2 separate regions of the Mus musculus genome follow, and region 2 is linked to region 1. Evidence: chromatin contacts called from public promoter capture Hi-C data. All regions are on one chromosome and are shown on one strand. Each heading gives the region's core, a stretch centred on a gene start, on an enhancer-like site or on the middle of the called end of the contact. The rest is flanking DNA. Distances are from core to core; before and after follow the strand shown. Region 1 has its middle 4.8 kb from the start of Gm31418. Region 2 holds the start of Habp2 (hyaluronic acid binding protein 2).

Region 1 (3,498 bases), core at 954-3,453:
CAGTGGCCCTGCATGGGCTAAGGATCTGCTTACTATGGGGCTCAGAATCTGTGAACAAGAGAAGCTGGACCGCGTGGTTCCCTCAGACCGAGTTGTTCATGCTGACATCTAAGATGCTCTTGAACAAGCAAATGGCAAGGGAGAGGCTTGTGATTCTTTTTCTGTTGCTTTTCTGTCTTACTTCTCCTGGAGAGAGGCTGACCCAGAAGAAAGCACGGGTGCACCTCCTCTTAGGAGACCTCCTGAATTCTTCCCTGCCGGCAGTGACAACTCCCTTCTCCCTTTGCTTTGTCTCAGGAATTATGTCGCTCCTGTAGCCAGCATCCCACATCCCCTTCCTTCAAATCCCACAGGAATAGCTTGGGTGATAAACCCATCCAGAATATTGTTTTCTGCTGGGGAAGTTCTGAGATCAGGAGCCTAGGAGGTGAGCTGGGAGCTGAAGCTTTGGAGATGGGCTCATGGTCTCTTCCTTGGTCGCCCATGCGTGTTCCCAGAGCTGCCCACTTGGCCTGCCCTGGTAGTACCAGGTGTCTTGTCTACTATCTTTTATGAATTCTCAGGCCAGGACATTAGAGAGTGCGCTTTAAAAACTTGGTTAGCATATTTCCCAGACAAAAACAGTGGCCAGGAAGGCAGTTGGAAGGTTAGGGATGAAAGGAGGACTGCAGGCCTCGGGCTCCTGAGCCACGCAGAAGGAGCCTCCCCGCCTTTCCAGTAGGGGTCTGCACCGCTGACCCTCACCACGCCTCCACCCAGTCTCTGACAGCCAATCAACTCTCTTCATTTCCTTTTCCCTATCTGGGGCCTCACTCCTGCCTTAGTCAAGCCCTGACCATTGCTTTCTGGGCACAAGGGGTAAAGAGACCTCGCTGGGGCCTGGTTGTTTTAGCCAAAGATGCTCGAAGGAAACAATTACTGGCAGGACGGACCAGCACTGTGAATTCAAGGCCCAGAACACTCGGCACTTGTATTCTGGATTTTAAACTCCTCATTGGATGGGCACTCAGAGGATCAAATGTTGAGAAAGGAACAAAGAAGCTGTGCAGAGGAACTCTACACCAGGAGATTTCCAAAGGCAGTTCAGATGGCCCATTATTCTCCAAGGCAACCGCACGCCTGCCTCTCTCTCTCCATTCTGGAGAACTTGACAGTAACATTGCAGGGGGTGGGGTGGGGGTTGTCCATTGTCAACATTCAGTTCCCAGAACCCGATCCACCCCACTTCAGTGCCATCCAGTTCTTCAATTGCACTTAGATGTGGAATGGGGTTCTGGGGTGTCATGCTGGGTGTGATAATGAGAGCACCCAGTCCCTGTTCCTGGGTGCTTCCTCAGGGGCCCCAGTGACAGCAGATGCTGCCACAGGCCTGGCTTTTGCCTTTCCTACCCTTCTGGCTGTCTCACTACACTGACCTCACTTCAAAGCTTTGCTTTGTCTCCACCCAGAATGGGGGCGTGGCTGTGTATTGGGCTTCAAGTGTCTTGCCACAAACCAAGGCAGTCAACCATTCCCCAACCCCCAAAACAGCAAACAAACACCCAAACCAAACTAAAGAAAAACATGGCACCCCTACTACCACCACCACCAATCACATAGATTGCTCCACCCTAGGCCAGGGCGTCCCTTTCCCAGTGAACCCTTACGCTAGCCTCTCTGCAGAGGAGGGGTAGTTGTCATGGGCTACTTGAACATTGCTGGTAACGCTATGTATTTTGAGTCAATTCCAAGTAGCAACTTGGAAGAACAAGGGCCTGGGAAAATGAAAGCCAGGGGACCAGGCAGCAGCAGAAGGCTGGCTCCCCCTCCCCTCTCCCAGATGGAGCTCCATGGGACTTGTAAGAGATGCTGAGATTTTGTTTACAAATCCCCAAGCACTTTGCCACACTCTTAGTCCCTACTGAATCACATGTTATTGTCTTGTACACTGATGCTTAGGGTGAGCTTGCTGGATGGGTGGAATTCCCCACACCAGGCAGCATAGCGGGCACCCTTAGATAACAGAGAATGTGTCGTGGGTCTGATAAGCATCACTTTGGGTCCTTAGCACTTTGCTTCCTCAGCACCCCGTCAGTAGGCCAACATCCCTGACCCACCTCTAATTAGTCCCAGGACTCTGCAACAAGGCAGAGCCACTCCATTTAAGGAATTCACATCCCAGAAGAGGGGACAGGTCACTAACAGGAACTGCATGTGACATTGGAGAGTGGAACAGTGCAGTGTGTCACGGGGCAACCGTGTCTCTACTTTGACCTTCACTCCCTTCTCTGCCCTTGTCGTAGTTTGTCTTCTTTCTTAGCTGAGCCTCTAAGCTATTTCTCCAGCAATCTCTAGTGGTTCCTAACACTCATAGATTTACATAGGCAATGCCTTTCCCAGTAAACTAAGGATAAATTTGCAAGGGGTGTATGTGTGTGTGTGTGTGTGTGTGTGTGTGTGTGTGTGTGTGACCACATGTGTCCAGGTATATGTGTAAGGATGTGAATGTGTAGGCTAAGGTCAAGTGTTGTACCTCAGGCAGTATCCGCCTACCTTTTGAGACATAGTCTCTCACTAGGACCCAGGGCCAGCCAATTAGGCAAGACTGGCTGGAGAGTGAACTCCAGGCATCTGCTTGTCTCTGCCGTCCCAGGGGCAGAACTAGAATGTGTGCACCATCATGCTGTGGTGAATATTATTTGTGGGTTTTTATCCCACCTTAGATAATTTAGTAACCAAGAAACACAAGAAGCTTTGTATTTATAATAAGTTTTAGAGCTGAACAGAGATCAACCCTTTGTGTTATTTTGTCTGTTTCTTGTTTCTTTTGTCTGTTTCAATTATCTCCGAGATATCACTTGCCAGGCTATACCTGGTCTGTTCCTACAACAGACTCGTGTGCTCATGATCCACCAACCCCAGGGTACCTTCCTCCTCCTTCCTCCTCTCTCCCCATGGTCTTTGCCTCAGATCCCAAGCCTGACATGAGAAGCCCTGCCCACCTCTCTCGGTCCAGCTAAAGACCGTAGGCATCTTATTTTAACCAATAGTTGTAAATTACAGAGCAAGGTTTGCACCACAAAAGCTGGCATACAAGAGAGTTCACCATCTGGAGGCAGCTAGACCTTGGGATAGAGTTTTTGCATTACAAGACATAGCAGCAGACCAAACCTCAACACCACCACATTCAGCATGAGGTGGCAAATACTGACAGCTGCATCCTCCCCGCCCCCCCAAGTGGGTTTTAAATACAGCTATGCATATACAACGTTAGGACTTGTGCTTTTTAAGAGTCTGTCTTTCATGCTCAGTGGGGTGGAAAACATTCTTTTTATCAGGTGATGGTGTTTACCCATTGATAGTTTATGTTAATACAGTGCCTGGTACAATAAAAAAACCCCTACGTTATCTCACAAGTCTTGTCCAACAGACTGCTTGCGCGACACTGAGGCTAATACGTTTGGGAATGCATTTCATAGCGCCTGATTTCCCAGACTGGCCTAGGGACAGGGATATATT
Region 2 (3,573 bases), core at 526-3,025, 1.2 Mb before region 1:
ACTTACAGTTTCATTGATAATCATAAAAATTCCCTGGATCTTACAAAAAAAAATAAGGTGTGTGGGAGGGTTGGGGCTGGGGTGATATTATCCTTTTGTGAACATCAATCATTGTGTCATCCCTTCCTGCCTACAAACTTTAGGCTCGGTTGTTTTCCGCTGGAGTTCTCTCTGGGCCTCTGATAATTTCCCCTGCCTTTTTGTACACCTGTGGGTTAGCTGCTCTTTCTTAGGCCCAGGTGCCCATCAAGAAATTATAAGATCAGATCACCGGGTTTGGTAGCTATCTATGATTGCAGCCACCACCCCATAGTTTGGAAAGAAATTCCTTTCTAAAGCAAATCGCTTGGGCAACTGAACCTGGGACTACGGAAGGCAGCTGAGCTGAGCTAACTCAGGCCGAGGTGTAACCATTCTCTTATGGACAAGCTAATAAGCAAGGCTGTAATTTAATTCCATTCCCTCAGGAAACACCCTGAAAGGGAAATCCAATTCAAAAGTGCTTAACTGGATGCAAGAAGTTTACAGTGACTCCCACCCTCTCCCATCTCTCTTCCATGCCTCTTCGTCAAAGGGACTGTGCTCTGATTTTCATAGGGGACTTACGCTCAGTTTGGGCATTTTCTCGGAGTAGAACTGACTCTGGGGTGGGGATTGGCTTCCCAGTAAAGAGTTTGCCTAGCACACAAGATAAAGATCTTGGGTTTGATCACCAGCAGCACCACAAAGAAAAACAAAAGCAGAAAGAGCTACGGTTTACTGGAAGCCGCCATGTCTGCAACCTTTTGTTGCCATGACCTCTACCACAAGAGCAGTTGGTTGTTGGTGATTTCTTGGAGGCTTGGGGCGGGGGGGGGGGGCGGTATTATTATGGCTATATATTCCTCAGTTATGCTGTGACAAAATCAACACTGTTTCTGGCTCCAAGGCTCAACACTCAAGCCTCGGTCCATAGCCAGTGTGTTCCTTGCTTAGCTAGGCCAGCATCTCTATTATTCATTCAACCCAAAGGTCTCAGAGCCCTGGCCAAAGTCCCTCTACAGCGTTTCCCTTTCTGGCTCACCACAAGCTCCCTGGGGCCCTGGCTCATCTTCCCTGTCTCATCTACTGTGGTCATGGGAAAAAGAAGAGTAAGTATTAGCCATGGAGCTTCTCCACAAATCGAAGGCAGCTAAGTGAACCCTCTGCTGGGTTCATTTCAGCCACCAGGGTATCCCCCTGAGGTCAAAGCTCAGGAGTCCTTATGTCAGCCCCAGATAATAGATAATCTGACATGTGAGCTAAGGCTGAGACCCTAATCTAGTCTCCTAGGGACAGGACTTCTCAGAGGATTTCCGAGGCGCATGCCAGATTTCATCCACGATACAGAGTACTTGTGTGCCTTAGTCACCTCTGTGGGGACGAATTCATGGAGGCTTTGCCACAGAGTTCATATCACACACATGTCATTGTAAAACTGACTGCCCAGAAGTCCGTGATTCAGCCTGTTTTAGCTCTTGTGGTCAGGACACACACAACTTGGCAACACCAGCCTTTCCCAATTTAAGATTTCCCTTGCTTCTAACCCAGATGGTTTGATTTTTGCTAAAATCCTTAGAGTCTCTCAACCAAAGAAACGTGAGGTGACCACTTACCCCAATGACTGACTTCCCCACCAGGGCGATTAGCAGCAGGACACGGAACACCAACATCCTGACAAATATCTGTGTAGTTGAAGGCCTCTCTGTTCTCTCCCTCTGCAGTTTCTCTTCTTGTCTATTCCTTTGGGGTGGGGGCTGGGGGGTGGGGAATGTCAGTCTCGAGGGATTCCGGAACGAATGGAGAGGATGCAAATTATTAACTAGGCATCAAATACTGTTTAATGTTTTGCAAACCAACTATCTTGATTAAACAAATGGCAACTTGGGGGTTGGGCAGAGTCAAGGGGTGCCTTGTCTTAGGCAAAAAAAAAAAAAAAAAAAAAAAAGTCTCCAAAGATAGCAGACAAAATAAAGAGCCGCATGGCTTGTGGGTGCAGGTAGGAGCTAGGGAATGTTCAATGCTGTAGGTCTGGATGTATGGGCGGCGTCTTAACCACAGGATAAAGGACTCCAGATCGGACAAGAACCTCTGCCACCTCTGAGATTACTGCTAGATTTCTGATCTCCAAATCTCAAGCAGAACTAAGACATGGACGGGCTCCTAATAACATCCCACTTTATATTCATGAACGATAAATTAAAGAATGCCAAACTGTTATTGACAAACATTGATCCTGGGCCCTTTGAAGTGCTGCCCACAGCAGCTTGTTGGCTTCAAAAGTTTTCTTTTAAATCTCATTACATAAGGCTTTTACTTTTAATTATTTCCCCCCCTTTAGTTGGAGACTTTCTTTGACCAGGGGGAGGATAAACAGCCGTGGTTCTCATCTTTGGGACAATTGTTCCCACTGCTCCTTACCTAGCAGCACAGGTTGCAGGCAGGCTACAGAAGCAGAAATGACCTGGGAAGGATAGATTCTTGTGGACTCAATCGATCTCAGCTAGAGCGGATCCCACGCTCCTGTCTGTCCACAATAATCTATGTATAGGCTCCAGCAATCCTCCAACCTGGTTCTTCAATGTAGGCTTGAAATGGTGCCAAATGACTCGTGCTTGATGCTTACGTCAGCCACCCCACAGGTCACATGCACTCACGGTGCTCAGCCAGAGGCTGCTCCTCCCTCTGGAAGCCAGTGACCATGGTGGTGAGCCCCACAGGCCCTGTGAAGGAACCTGAAGTCAAAGCCGCTCACTAGATGGGTTTTGCTATGCAAACTTCACAAAGCTGTCATGAGGAGAACATCTACGATCCCATCAATATCTCTTCTCTCTCTGCCCCCTTTGATGGAATGTTCATGAGGCTGAGGGAGATGAAGAGTGAGCTCCTAAGATAGGTGGACACTCAGTAGATTTAGGTGGGGGACATGAACAAGTAGGTGAACAATCGGTTGAACAGTTGGGTATTTGTCTCAAGATGAACATCCCAGGAGTAAGTAGGAGCAGATCCGTGTGAAGACCAAATTGACTGTGAAAAAGCAGAGAGAGAGAGAGAGAGAGAGAGTGTGTGTGTGTGTGTGTGTGTGTGTGTGTGTGTGTGTGCGTGAGAGAGAGAGAGAGAGAGAGAGAGAGAGAGAGTCTGGCCAGCAAGTGTGTGGGATCTTTCCTGTCTCCATCTCCCCATGCTGAGGTCACAGGTGTGACAGCCATGCCTAGCTTTGCTGTGGGTGCTAGGGATCCAAATTCAGGACCCTTTACCTACCAAACCCCACCCCCCAGGCTTCGAGCTTCATTCTTAAGGAGCAGGTTGAGATTGGAAAGGCAAATCAGCTAACTTTAGTTGGCGGTAAGCATAAAAGATGGAGAAGCAGTCAGTGGAATAGAAACCACACAGGCAGAAGCTTTAAGGAGACAGGGAGGTGATGGTGGGAGTTCAGTGGCTCACTAGGGTGTTCTGAGGGTGCTGGCTGTGGTTATGTGGTGGTAAAGCAAGGCGAGAGGCCATGAGAGGCATCCCCAGCGTCCCGGGGTTGAAGGTGAAGCATCTGCAGACAGT

The links. Promoter capture Hi-C pulls out the DNA fragments that hold promoters and counts their contacts.
Region 2: a contact with region 1 is called in a promoter capture Hi-C map of liver, with 3 times the contacts expected there. The contact joins the promoter of Habp2 here to the enhancer-like site in region 1. A contact is called at or near these places in 3 of 39 promoter capture datasets (hippocampal neurons and liver) and 2 of 9 other capture datasets (adipose tissue and macrophages).

The regions. Positions count from the first base shown.
Region 1 is chr19:55,120,721-55,124,218 of GRCm38.p6, reverse strand. It overlaps a transcript of Gpam not described here. Among named protein-coding and RNA genes, the nearest start is that of Gm31418, 4.8 kb to the left of the region's middle. Within about 2 kb of position 2,203, at least 66 of the 459 cell types and tissues checked have an H3K27ac peak or open chromatin away from gene starts, as enhancers often do. A contact at or near this core is called in liver, where this site is marked.
Region 2 is chr19:56,286,114-56,289,686 of GRCm38.p6, reverse strand. Habp2 (hyaluronic acid binding protein 2) reads right to left here and starts at 1,775. Exons shown (of 13, transcript NM_001329935.1): 1 at 1,635-1,775. The coding sequence starts at 1,691. It overlaps Gm32257 (a long non-coding RNA gene), which reads left to right and starts at 1,017. Exons shown (of 5, transcript XR_877947.3): 1 at 1,017-1,130.